Regions from separate parts of the Mus musculus genome. Here region 1 is linked to region 2. The links are chromatin contacts, called in public HiCAR-type maps. All regions are on one chromosome and are shown on one strand. Each heading gives the region's core, a stretch centred on a gene start, on an enhancer-like site or on the middle of the called end of the contact. The rest is flanking DNA. Distances are from core to core; before and after follow the strand shown. Region 1 has its middle 44 kb from the start of Zbed3. Region 2 overlaps Pde8b (phosphodiesterase 8B).

The links. HiCAR-type assays count read pairs that join an accessible place to other places.
Region 1: a contact with region 2 is called in a HiCAR-type map of astrocytes, with 4 times the contacts expected there. The contact joins two enhancer-like sites. A contact is called at or near these places in 1 of 15 datasets of contacts at CTCF or cohesin (the NIH/3T3 cell line), 4 of 484 Hi-C or Micro-C datasets (the HPC-7 cell line, Sertoli cells, nephron progenitors and 1 more), 1 of 115 datasets of contacts at active chromatin or transcription factors (astrocytes) and 1 of 9 other capture datasets (adipose tissue).

What each region holds. Positions count from the first base shown.
Region 1 is chr13:95,277,699-95,283,898 of GRCm38.p6, reverse strand. No RefSeq gene overlaps it. Among named protein-coding and RNA genes, the nearest start is that of Zbed3, 44 kb to the left of the region's middle. Within about 2 kb of position 1,923, at least 39 of the 459 cell types and tissues checked have an H3K27ac peak or open chromatin away from gene starts, as enhancers often do. A contact at or near this core is called in astrocytes, where this site is marked.
Region 2 is chr13:95,183,097-95,188,934 of GRCm38.p6, reverse strand. All of the region lies in intron 1 of Pde8b (phosphodiesterase 8B), which reads left to right. Among named protein-coding and RNA genes, the nearest start is that of Pde8b, 37 kb to the left of the region's middle. Within about 2 kb of position 2,899, at least 11 of the 459 cell types and tissues checked have an H3K27ac peak or open chromatin away from gene starts, as enhancers often do. A contact at or near this core is called in astrocytes, where this site is marked.

The sequences.
Region 1 (6,200 bases), core at 674-3,173, 96 kb before region 2:
GGTACCTAAGCATAGCATTATGTAACAGTCTACACATTTGAATGTAATTGCCTTTTATTCCTAACATTAAAATGACAATCTTCACTTTCCGCAGTTCAAGTCGCTACTGTGTGGAGAGTTCTCTTGTATGGCTTCACTAGACCATGCATCTCCATCTGTCAGTGTCGGTTGGGTTATTTCCAAGTGTTGACTGATATGCAAAGATTTACACACAAATCTTTAGGTGCTCATGGTTTTAGTCTCTTGGATAGGTTTCTAGGGACGGTTGGATAAGTGCAAGCTTAGCTTTAAATAAATAGATGTGGTGAATGATTTTCTAATTCTCCACTCACGCATTCCAGTGAGGATAGGATCTGTGGATGAATCTCATTCACTTGCAGCTAACACAGGCATCCGTCGGCTTTTCTCCCTTCTCCTCCTTCATTCTCTTCAATGCCCCCAAATTACTTACCTACAAACTGTATGTACTAAGTCACTGCTTTACAGATACCCAACCTAGAGCAGGTCATCATAGGGTTTGTTATAAGTGGGAATGCATCTATAGACAGGGAACAGAGGAGGAGCCTGACCAATAGAAGGTACAGGTATGATATAACTCAGTGGCTAAAAGCAGAGAAGCCGGCAGGGGATTCTGGGAGGACATCTGTTGGCCACATGGGACATGAGTAATAAATGAACATAGCGAGAGTGTGGGGATTGCTCCTCAACTATAGTCACTGGAATTCTCCAAGAGGCCATGAACTTCCTGTTGCAGCCAGCACAGGCATTGATTGCCTGACTGTTCCTCTCTCAGTGACACTGTCAAAAAAGACTCCTGGGAGAGCAGACCAGGTGTCCAATAAAGATAGTAGCCTGTAGTTATGAAGCCATAGACATCTTCTCATCTAAGTGTGCAGTGTGCTTTAGCATGCCCTTTTTAAGCATGAGGGAGTAAGACAAAGACAGGTTAGATAAGTAGCCAGTGTCACACAGCATGCAGGGGTAGGGCAGGCTTATTCTGTAGGGCTCCTAGATACCTTACCCTTAGTTACTGCCCTCACTGAGCCTGAGGCAGAAGTGGTATACAGATGTGGGGAAGGCTTATTTTTTTAAGATGTTAATCGGTACTTAAATGTGAAAAAGATTTCACCCTGTTTTCCAGTCTCTATTGAAAATCAGGAGAAAAATCTATTAAAACTAGCATTGCAGACTTGTAGCGTGGGGGGAGCTGAGGAACAGGGGGTGGGGATAGGGGCTTACTCAGCTGCTCTGGGAGGTTTTGAACTTGTGAGAGGTGAAAGCAGTCAATGGGAACTGAGTTGTTTTTTTGCAGAACATGGGGCTGGGCCCACCTCGGAGCTCAGTGGTTATCCAAGAAGTGACCGGCCAAGTCTGGGCCCTGTCACCCTTCCCCCCTCAACTCCCCTCAACTCATAATAACTAGAAACTGCACCACCTACACCAGACAGTCTTTTGCTTTTGTCTCAAGCAGGGTTGGGGCTTCAGGGACCTACAAATCTTGAGCCAGGCCTGAGTTCAGTAGGCACTTTTATTAACTGAAAATATTGCTTCTTTACAAACTGTGTTTGTGCCTGAATAATCAAAAAAATGTCCCCAGGCAGGTGCTTTGCTTTAGGTTAAAAACAATGGACTCTTTGAATGTCTGGGCAGCAGGGAGTGGCCAGGCAGCCTCCCCCTACCTGTTCCTTAGCAGAGAACTGGGCACAATTTCTCTCTCTCTCTCTCTCTCTCTCTCTCTCTCTCTCTCTCTCTCTCTCTCTCTCTCTCTCTCTCTCTCTCGTGTGTGTGTGTGTGTGTGTGTGTGTGTGTGTGTGTAGGCTTTGCTCCAGTGTCATCAGCAAAGCTCATTGGGAGAGGGCAAGTCTGGGGCATGGCCTGGATGATGTTATGACGCATGCAGCTAAGCCGGAGGCCACTGATCCCCTGCGGAGCCAAGCCTGTCCTCCCTCACTGGCCAGACTCCCAGGCCCGCCATTCTCTGCAGAGGGCCACCTCCCTCTCCACACAGGAAGGGGGTGAGGGCTCAGTCTGAAACCAGTGGTGGCTTGTCTCTCTCCACAAGGAAAGGAGCCATACTGTGTGTCCAGTCTTAGGAGTCCCCCATACTGAAAGAAAAGTTCCTTGCTCTCTTTTTACCTAGGGAAATAAGAGGACTATAATTTTAAAAATTGTTTAGCAATCTCATGTATTTATATAATAAAGGCAAATTATTTTCATTTTCCCTTTTTCTCGTGCCTCCCCTCCCACTTGCATGTCTTCTTTGTGTGTGTGGCTCACTGAGTTTAATTAGTTTGTTGTCCAAACGTGGGTGGGAGATTTTTTTCAGTGGAGCAAGGGCTATACCATTGAAAACACCGACACCCTTCCTTCAACTACTGTCAATTTTGGACAGTACCTTGAGGAGAGTGTGGCTTCATCATCCTCTCCTCCATCCATGGGGAGGTGTTGGTGGGCCCGCCCATTCTTTCTGTCCCCTCTTGAGAGGTTGACACAGCTGCTCATTTAAGGCAGAGTGCCCCGTCCCCCCCTCCCCCATCACTTCTCCTCATCACTGTGCTTGTGTGCCAACCTCTGCTGGTGCAGTAGGAGGTGTCTGATGGAGGCATGGGAACCTAAGCTGGGCTGAAGCGTGGGGCGGGGGCTCTCTGCAACCCTCTAACTCATGGCAAACAGGGGCGGGGGCTTTGTGCTGCTGGTGTTTGTCTGTTTGTTTTAAAGACTGTTTTGCTCTTTGGCCTTTATCTCTTGAATACTAGGATTTAAAAGAAGGATCTTATTAATACATGTTAATTATACATGATAATGGATTCATTATATTTTTATACCCATGCATAGCACATTTTATTCTAGTCTCTCTCACACGCGCGCGCGCACACATACACACACACACACACACACACACACACACACACGAGAGAGAGAGAGAGAGAGAGAGAGAGAGAGAGAGAGAGAGAGGCAGAGAGAGAGAGACAGAGAGAGAGACAGAGAGACAGAGAGAGAGGAATAAATAAGACAGAATTTTGGTGATCCAATGCATCTTATTAAGGTTGGTTATAGGACTGTGGGGAGGAGTTTGTTGATGAGAGCAGAGGCACCTCCTCTGTGGTTAAATGGTTGAAGAAAATGCCTGTCCTGTCTCAACTGTCAGCTGTGCATAAATTCTCAGAAAGGGGTGGAGCCTGGCAAGCCCCACCCCTTTGCAAGACAGGCTGCTGATGGAACCAATCTTGTGTGGGTAATCACAGCCACAGTGAGTTCCATAGTGCAAAAACCATGTTGTATTAGTCAGGGTTCTCGTATAGGGACAGAATTGATAGAATGAATATACACTTTGAAAGGGTATTCATTGGATTACCTTCCACACCATGGTCTGGGTAGTCCAGCAACTGCCGTCTCACACTGGAAGGCCAGTCCTTGTTCAAAATATGAAGCTGGATGTCTCAGCAGTCCCCCTTGAGCGCAGAAGGCCGGAGGAGTCCTGGAGAGCTGTGCTGTTTATGTCGGAAGGCCTAGGTGGTTGCTTCTAGTATCTGTGAAGGAATGCTACCGCAACAGGACAGAAGAATCTGGCAGAGAACCAGGACGCAAGCAAAACGCAAAAATCCCTTCGCCCATATCCTTTTCTTTAGGTCGCCACCAGAAAATGCTACCTATGTTTAGGGTAGGTTTTTCTCACGTGAACAATCTGATTAAGAAAATATATTGCAAAGAAGAAAGAGGTGTAGGAAGAGTAGAGAAAAGAAGGAAGAAAGAAAAAGAAAGAAAGATAGACAAAAAGAAAGGAAGAAAGGAAGGAAGGAAGGAAGGAAGGAAGGAAGGAAGAAAGAAAGAAAGAAAGAAAGAAAGAAAGAAAGAAAGAAAGAAAGAAAGAAAGAAAGAAAAGAAGAGAAAAGAAAAGAAAGAGTTAGAGGAATAGAAAAGATCATTTGTTATAGGTGTGTTACAGTTGATTCCAGATCCTGTCAAGTTGACAACCAAGGTAAGCCATCGCGCGTCACGACCGGAAGTCAGCCACCCTACTCCCACTTCCTCCATCCCTCACAGTCCTTCTGCAGCGTTCCCTGAACCTTGGGTGTGACATGGATGTTCCTTTTGCGCATGGGCATTACTCTCAGGGCTTAGAGGAGTTTTGAATCTCTGCTGAGCAGTATAAAGACAGCGTTGCTCTTCTATCAGCATAGATGTAGTTACAGGAAATTTGTTGGGCACATTGTGCCCATTTGGCTGCTGGGAATTTTAATGGTAGTGAATCTGGAGGTGCAGAGGGTTCACATGATAGGCTGTGGCCAAGAACGCTGATGGACAACCTATCATGCATGGAAGGCCAGGTAGGCCCCAGGGCAACTGCTTACTGACAAATGCCAATAGCACCCAGGGTTGAGAAATATTGTCATCAACGGAGGTGTCTGTTTGCTTTGTATTTGACTTTTTTGTTTTGTTTTGTGACAGGGTGTCATGGAGCCCAGGCTGGCCTCAAATTCACTACACAGCTGAGCATGACCTTAAATTCCTGATCTCCAAGTCTCTGTTTCCCACATTCTGGCATTATAGGTGTGAACCACAATGCCTGACAGTTTTAAAATACGTTTTAAGCTTAGATATTTAATATTTTAAAAATTATAAGCACTTAGATGTAGCTCAGTGGCACAGCATGAACTAACAAGCATGGATCCTGGGTTCCATCCCCGGCACTGCCAAAAAAAAAAACAAAAAAAACAAATTAACAATGGAAATTCATTATTTTATAGTCAGAAGAATAAAATAAGTTATTTAAAATACAGATCAATCTGCTGGAATTCATTTGAGCATTGTCTCAGTATTTATGATGCACATTATCTTTGTGCACAGTGGGCCCTCTGTTTGTATTTATGCAATGAATAAACAGCATTGTGAAATCACATATATGTATATATATATATATATGCTTATATATCATGTACTTATTTAGTTTTCTGCTTTGGATTTTAGCAGGTGAAGCCCTGTCTCCAGCCATACTTTCTTTAATAAAACATTGTCAGATTTGCTAATCAGCTTGGTCTCCCCGCCCCCCTGTTTTTCTCAACCTTTGTGCCAGCATTTGGGTGAGTTTGACTTGATACATTTCCAATCTGTCTGTGCAGGAACAAGATTTGACATTGTTATGGATGGTAGCCAAAGAGCTCTTTCTTACCGAGGAAAAATATTTCATAATTAAATGATTAATAGTTATAGATACCCTTGACTCTCACAATTCCAAGTTGTACATTTCAAAGCGCTGGCAACTGGAGGCTTTGGCCAAACTGGGTCCCACTTCTGATGTTCCTTGGCACCCTCCCAAGTTACCACTGGCCCTGTGTCTCTGTGGACAGTTTTGTTGTTGTTGTTGGTTGTTTTCTGTATGGCGAATGACCCACAGCCTTGTCATCACCTGAGTTTCTATCAGAATGTCTTTTCATTTCCAGGTCTTGAATATGCCAAGCAAAGTCTCCATGACTAAGCTACTTCCCTAGCCTTTTTCTCTTCTGTCTGATACTGTCAAGGTGCTTTCTGTCTTCTCCTCTAGGTGTGCGTTCTCTGAGGGCAAGGGTTTTGTCCTTACCCAGCCATTTCTGTATTCTCAGTGCCTAGAATGGTGCATGCCACATGGAAGACGTTTCCTAAATGTTTAGTGAACCAATGCATTGCAGGGCAGAGAGACTTAAACACTGAATAACTACCCAATCCATACTAACCCTCATCAGAAGTGGCTGTACTACTGTGATCAGATGTATAGCCCCTGTGTGAACTACCCAATCACTTTTCACAATACTGAATTCTTAGCCTTATATCCTTGAATCGCTGGAGCTTCCAACGGGATGCAGAATCACCAGAGTGTAGTATGGCATCGATGCCATCCCAGGTTATTAAGGCCACACAACAGTGATGGTGTGATGTCACACACAGGCCAACCTGGCTTGCCTAAGACAGGAATTTCCTGGGTTGCAGGAATCTGCAAACTTCCGGTCTGCAACTTCTAGATTCAGTAACCACTAAGATGTCTCCCACAGACCAGGGAGAGACCATGATTGCCTGGCAACAGGATGCAGTTCACCAGAAAAAGTGCCCACTGCAGAGCACCATAGGTTTCCATTGAATGCTGTTGTCACCTAATGTGACTGATCCACTGAAATGGCAAATGGCCCACAGCCTTGTCATCACCTGAGTTCCTATCAGAATGTCTT
Region 2 (5,838 bases), core at 1,650-4,149:
TTCTCAGGTCCAGGAATTTTGGACTTCATTATATTACTAGTGTTTGAATCTTATTCAAGTCTCATGGTGAATCTTGATATTTTTGCATGTTGAGTTCAGATTTCAAATTCCACTTCTCCTTTTGCATGGGAGTTCTATCAATACTTTCATTTTCCAAGTCTAGAGTAATCATTGTAATTGTGAAGTATATATGCTGCTCAGTGGCCCGGCTGTGACCTGGGAAGCGATCTATACTATGGTTTAATTCTGGAAGTCTGTAGTTTGCTGCCTAGCATGGGACTCCTAAGTGTAACTTGGAAAGGAGCCCAGAAGCAGGTAAACAACTCATGCCTTTGCTTTCTCAAACCCTCTCTTCTTAATCTCTTGTATTTCCTAGTTCCCTGGGACTACCATTTTGGGTCCCATGGCAAGAAATATGGGACTTCTTGTTCCTGGCTCTTCTGTACATGTGACTATGGTCACATTTAGGGCCAAGAAATACAAGGACGCCAAGAAGTGGGAGTGGGTGGGTAGGGGAGCAGGGCTGGAGGAGGGTATAGGGGACTTTCAGGATAGCATTTGAAATGTAAATGAAGACAATATCTAATAAAAATTGAAAAAAAAAAAGAAATACAAGGACATAGAAAGAAAAAAGAAAGCATCAGGATGTACCTTCTTGTGGACGAGAGGAGTTCTTGTCATGTACTGACATTATAGCTTTCTATGACTTACTGCTGATGCTCTTGTGGGCTAGAGGGAGACCTAGAGTAGAAGACAATGGAGCAAAAGAACAAATGGGAGTTGTCCCACCCCCAAGGAGGCTCATTTCTTATTCCTTGAGCCAAAACTAAAAACTTGTTGGACTCTTTACTGAAAGCATAGACTTTTCAGGCTATAGCAAGCACACATTGAAAAATAGTTGTGAACAGGGGTGGGGGAGGGAGACAGAAGGGTCAATGCCACTTTGATGGAACTTTGTATTCTACATGAATCCCAAGTCTACCTGCTGATGCATGTGTTTGTGTGTTCCTGTGGTTCTGTGTGGCTGCTCTGTGCTTCCTAGAGTGTGTGGCTGTTCTGTGTTTCTTGCTACAGAGACAGGGTAGAGAATGCTTCATCCCTTTACCAGGACTAAGTTATAGGAGGCACATTCACCGTGGATAACATCTGTGAGTTTGATGCTGGGCAAGTTCAGAAACGATCTGAAGCACGGGAGTGTGCTGCTGTTTGCTGTGGCACTGAGCTGGGCCTTGGGTTCTTGCTGGCATCTCTTCCAGAAACATCTCAGCATCTCTTGCTCTTCTGTAAAGTGGTGACTTGCGGATTTTAAACAATGTGCAGTGCAATTGGCCAGACCCTTGTGGCCTCCAGCTCCCTCTGTGACAGCACTGCCTTTCTTCCAAGCAGCCCTCCAGGCTAAGGCATGAGAAGGGCAGGAAGCGCGGGCTGAGGGCTGGCCTTGGCCCTCACACAAACTTGGACCCATCCATGTTGGCCTTGTCACTTGGTGACTGTGTCACCTTGGTCAAGCTACAGAGCCTCTCTAACCTTGGTCCCTTCATAGGTGAAACAGGACAGTCATCACTAAACTCATGAGGCAGGGTTGCTGAGTCAGCATTAATGAATGTCCTCCAATGATAGGTGTTGTGTCATAGGGAAGGAATTTGGCCTTATTTTCTCTCTGCATTAGTTCTAGCAAATATCCTTTTTAACCTGCCGACATAGATGATTATTAGGATCACTCTCCTTTTAATATTTTGGCTCATATCAGACATCCAGTGAGATTCATTCTCGAGACTGAAGAGCAGTCAGTGCACGTTACACTCTACTGTTTCTGTTCTGAATGTGTGTCTGAATAGCTATCTGTGTGTAATTGGGAGCCTTTCTAAGTACAGAGCAATGGTAAACAATGATGTATGTGTATGTGCACAAGTCCAGAATGTATGGCACCCATGCTGCCCCTCCACCGCCCATTTTAGAGAATAGCTGGAAAAAACAAATCCTCCCAGTAACCTCTGTCCCCTCTGCTAATGACCAGTGTCTCTCTTCTCCATCCGTCATGTTGGCAATAAACAAACCCTCCAGCATGTTTACTGTTACCAATAACAATCTCAGCCCTTCCGAGGAAGTTTTGTAAACATCACTTACTTAGTAAACTGCTGTTCCTTTATAACTGCGCATTATTTGAAAGGCTCCTGAAGCCTTTTAGCCCTTTATATTTGGAAACCCGTGTTTGAAAGGAAAAATAATTTGATTTTGTGCAAATGCAAATCAGCAAGGTTCTTGGAGGTGAGAGTTATGTGTCTTTCTTTATTCCCTTTTCAGCATCCGCTGCATAAATGGGTGCTGAATAATTGTGGATTCACTTCATTTAAATTTGAATGCTTTTGGATAATTAGTGTGTGAATAACACTTTATATTGAATATTTTAGTGGAATGAATATCTAGCCCCCCAGTGATGGAGAAGATATTGGCCTGGGGTTATCTGACCAGTGGCAAGGCAGCTCTACACTGCAGGTTAGACTGGTTTCCTTTCTGCATGAGTAGAAGACCTCCTGTGAGCCCTGGGTTGTAATTAAAATTTAAATTGCCCTTCTGAAAAACTCACTTGAACGACTAAGACAAAAAAATAAAAAGGCTTCATTTTAATTTCTGTCCTAGCTGTCACCAGAGAGCTTGCTGAAAGGGTCTGGTGTAGGAAGCAAATGCTTAGGTTTGGATGCATCCAAGCGTTGCCTGTGTTCCCCGGGCCGACCTCAAGGACCCCAACAAAACACTGTGTTCCAGGGGATAACAAGCCAGTAGCAGCAATAAACAAACATACTTTACCGACCTCCTGGGTAAACAGCATTCTGCAGAGACCCACCCTGGGTTACGACAGGAGCCAAGAGCTCTAAGGAGGTACGTGTCTAACCTTGTCCTAGATCTTCGACAGAAGCTGTGTGTGTGTGTGTGTGTGTTGATGAGAAAGCTTTTAAAGTGTACAGTGGTTGAAAAGAGGTCAGGGCCATTTTCACTGAAAGGATGAATTTTAACTTCAGAGAAATGGGATATTACTTTCCATACTAAAATTATCCAGTGAAGATATTTTGTAAAGCAAAGACATCTAGAGTGAATATTGGTAGTGGTGACTACATATACAAATAATCAGAGAAAAGGAAGTCAGGCAGCCTTAGGAGTGAGGGAGCTTAAGGAGACGGGAACAGTTCCTCACTAAACATGTTTCTTCAAGAGCAGCATGCTGGTAGAGGATATTAGACGTAAACAAACACAACATCAGGGCTCTAGAAGTATTTCAGATTAAACCACATGTATGCGATGCACGAGGAAATGCTAAGTGTGATTTGGAGACCCTACTGGCAACACTCAGAGATTACGGCAGAGCAGAGATATCGACTCCCTTCTGTTAGGAATTGTATATTAAGATATTTAAAATATTGGTAACTTTTCTTTCTCTCATTTAGAATTCTAAGAAACTCCAAACAAACAAACAAACAGATCAATTGTACTTCTTGGGTTTTTGGTGTGTGTGTGTGTGTGTGTGTGTGTGTGTGTGTGTGTGCAGGTATGTACACATGTGAGTACTTGAGTGTGGAGGCCAGAGGTGCAGCAAGTGTTTTCCTCAGTTGCTCTTCTGCTATAAGATCTGTTACTTACTCAGGATCATGACAATTCAGCCATGCTGGCGGGCCAGGAAGCCCCCACACCCTCCCATGTCTGCCTCCCAGGGTTGGATTACAGACACACGTGACCACATCCAGCTTTTTCCATGGGTGGTAGGGATCTAAACTTGGGTCAGACTTGCTAATTAATCCATCTTTGAGCCGTGTGTGTGTGTGTGTGTGTGTGTGTGTGTGTGTGCGTGTGTGTGTGTGCATGTGTGTGTGTGCGTGTGTGTGTGTGTGTGTGTGTGTGTGTGTGCCTGTTATATCAACTTTTCACATAAGCGATGGCATTGGTTTATGGGTTTATTGTTCTTGTTCAAAGCTTTACTGGGTGCAGTTAGCACACTATGGAACCCGTCCATTTTACGTGTGTGCCTAAAGCTTAGTGAGTTTATTCTGTTGTACAGATATCACCATAACCCAATTTTAGAACATGTTTCTACATTATTTGTAGTTTATTTGGGGCTTTTTAAAAAAGTGGATATTTTATTTGTTTACATTTCATATGTTATCTCCTTTCCTGGTTTCCCCTCTGCAAGTCCCCTACCCTATACCCCCTCCCCCTGCTTCTATGAGGGTGCTCCCCTGCCCACCCACTCACTCCTGCCTCACTGCCCTAGCATTCCTCTACACTGGGGCATCAAGCCTTCAAAGGAACAAGGGCCTTCTCTCCCACTGATGCTAGATAAGGCCCCTTCAGCCCCTTCAGTCCTTTCCCTAACTCCTCCATTGGGGGTCCCTGTGCTCAGTCTGATGGTTGGCTTCAAGCATCCATATCTGTATTGGTCAGGATCTGGCAGAGCCTCTCAGGAGACAGCTGTATCACACTCCTGTCAGCAAGCACTTCTTGATATCAGCAGTAGTATCTGGGTTTGGTGTCTGCATGTGGGATGAATCCCCAGGTTGGGCAGTCTCTGGATGGCCTTTCCTTGAGTCTCTGTTCCACTCTTTGTCCCTGTATTTCCTTTAGACAGGAGCATTTCTGGGTTAAAATTTTGGAGATGAGTGGGTGGCCCCATTCCTCAACCGGGGGCCATGTCTAGCCTCTGGATATGGTCTCAACAGGTTCTCCTTCCCCTTTGTGGGGTATTTCAGCTAATGTCATCCCTGTGGGGACCTGGGAGGCTCTTGCTTTCCTGACATCTGGGACTTTCTGGTTGCTACCCCCAGTTCCCCATCACCCCATTGCAATACACCTCAATTTCTTGACCCTCTGTACATCTCCTCCATCTCCTCCAGCTCTTCCCATACCTGATTCTGCCTCTCTTTTTCCCCCTCCCCTTCCACTCTTCCTCCCAAGTCCCTCCCACCCTCTACTCCACTTGATTATATTGTTCCCTCTTCTTAGTAGAACTGAAGCATCCACTCTTTGGTCCTCCTTTCCTCTTGAGCTTTATGTGGTCTGTGAGTTGTATTGTGAGTGTTCCATGCTCTTTGCCTAATATCCACTTATCAGTGAGTACATACCATGCCTGTTCTGTTGTGACTGAGTTAGCTCACTCAGAATGATATTTTCTAGATCCATTCATGTGCCTGCGAATTTTGTGAAGTCATTGTTTTTAATAGCTGAGTAGTACTCCATCGTGTAAATGTACCAAAATTTCTGTATCCATTCCTTTGTTGAGGGTTGCTTCCAGCTTCTGGCGATTATAAATAAGGCTGCTATGAACATAGTGGAGCATGTGTCCTTATTACATGTTGGAGCATCTTCTGTATATATGCCCAGGAGTGGTATAGCTGGGTCCCAATTTTCTGAGGAACCACCAGCCTGATTTTCAGAGTGGTTGTACCAGCTTGCAATCCCACCAGCAATGGAAGAGTGTTTCTCTTTCTCCACATCCTCACCAACATCTGCTGTCACCTGAGTTTTTGATCTTAGCCATTCTGACTGGTGTGAGGTGGAATCTCAGGGTCATTTTGATTTGCATTTCACTGATGACTAAGGACGTTGAACATTTTTTTAGGTGCTTCTCGGCCATTTGAGTTTCCTCAGTTGAGAATTCTCTGTTTAGCTCTGTTCCTGATTTTTTGATAGGGTTGTTTATCTGGAGTCTAACTTCTTGAGTTCTTTGTATATATTGGATATTAGCCCTCTATTGGATGTAGGATTAATATGCAACAAAATTCTGGGTCCTGTTTACATATTCAGTCTGTTATTCTATGTCTTTTTATTGGGGAATTAAGTCCATTGATG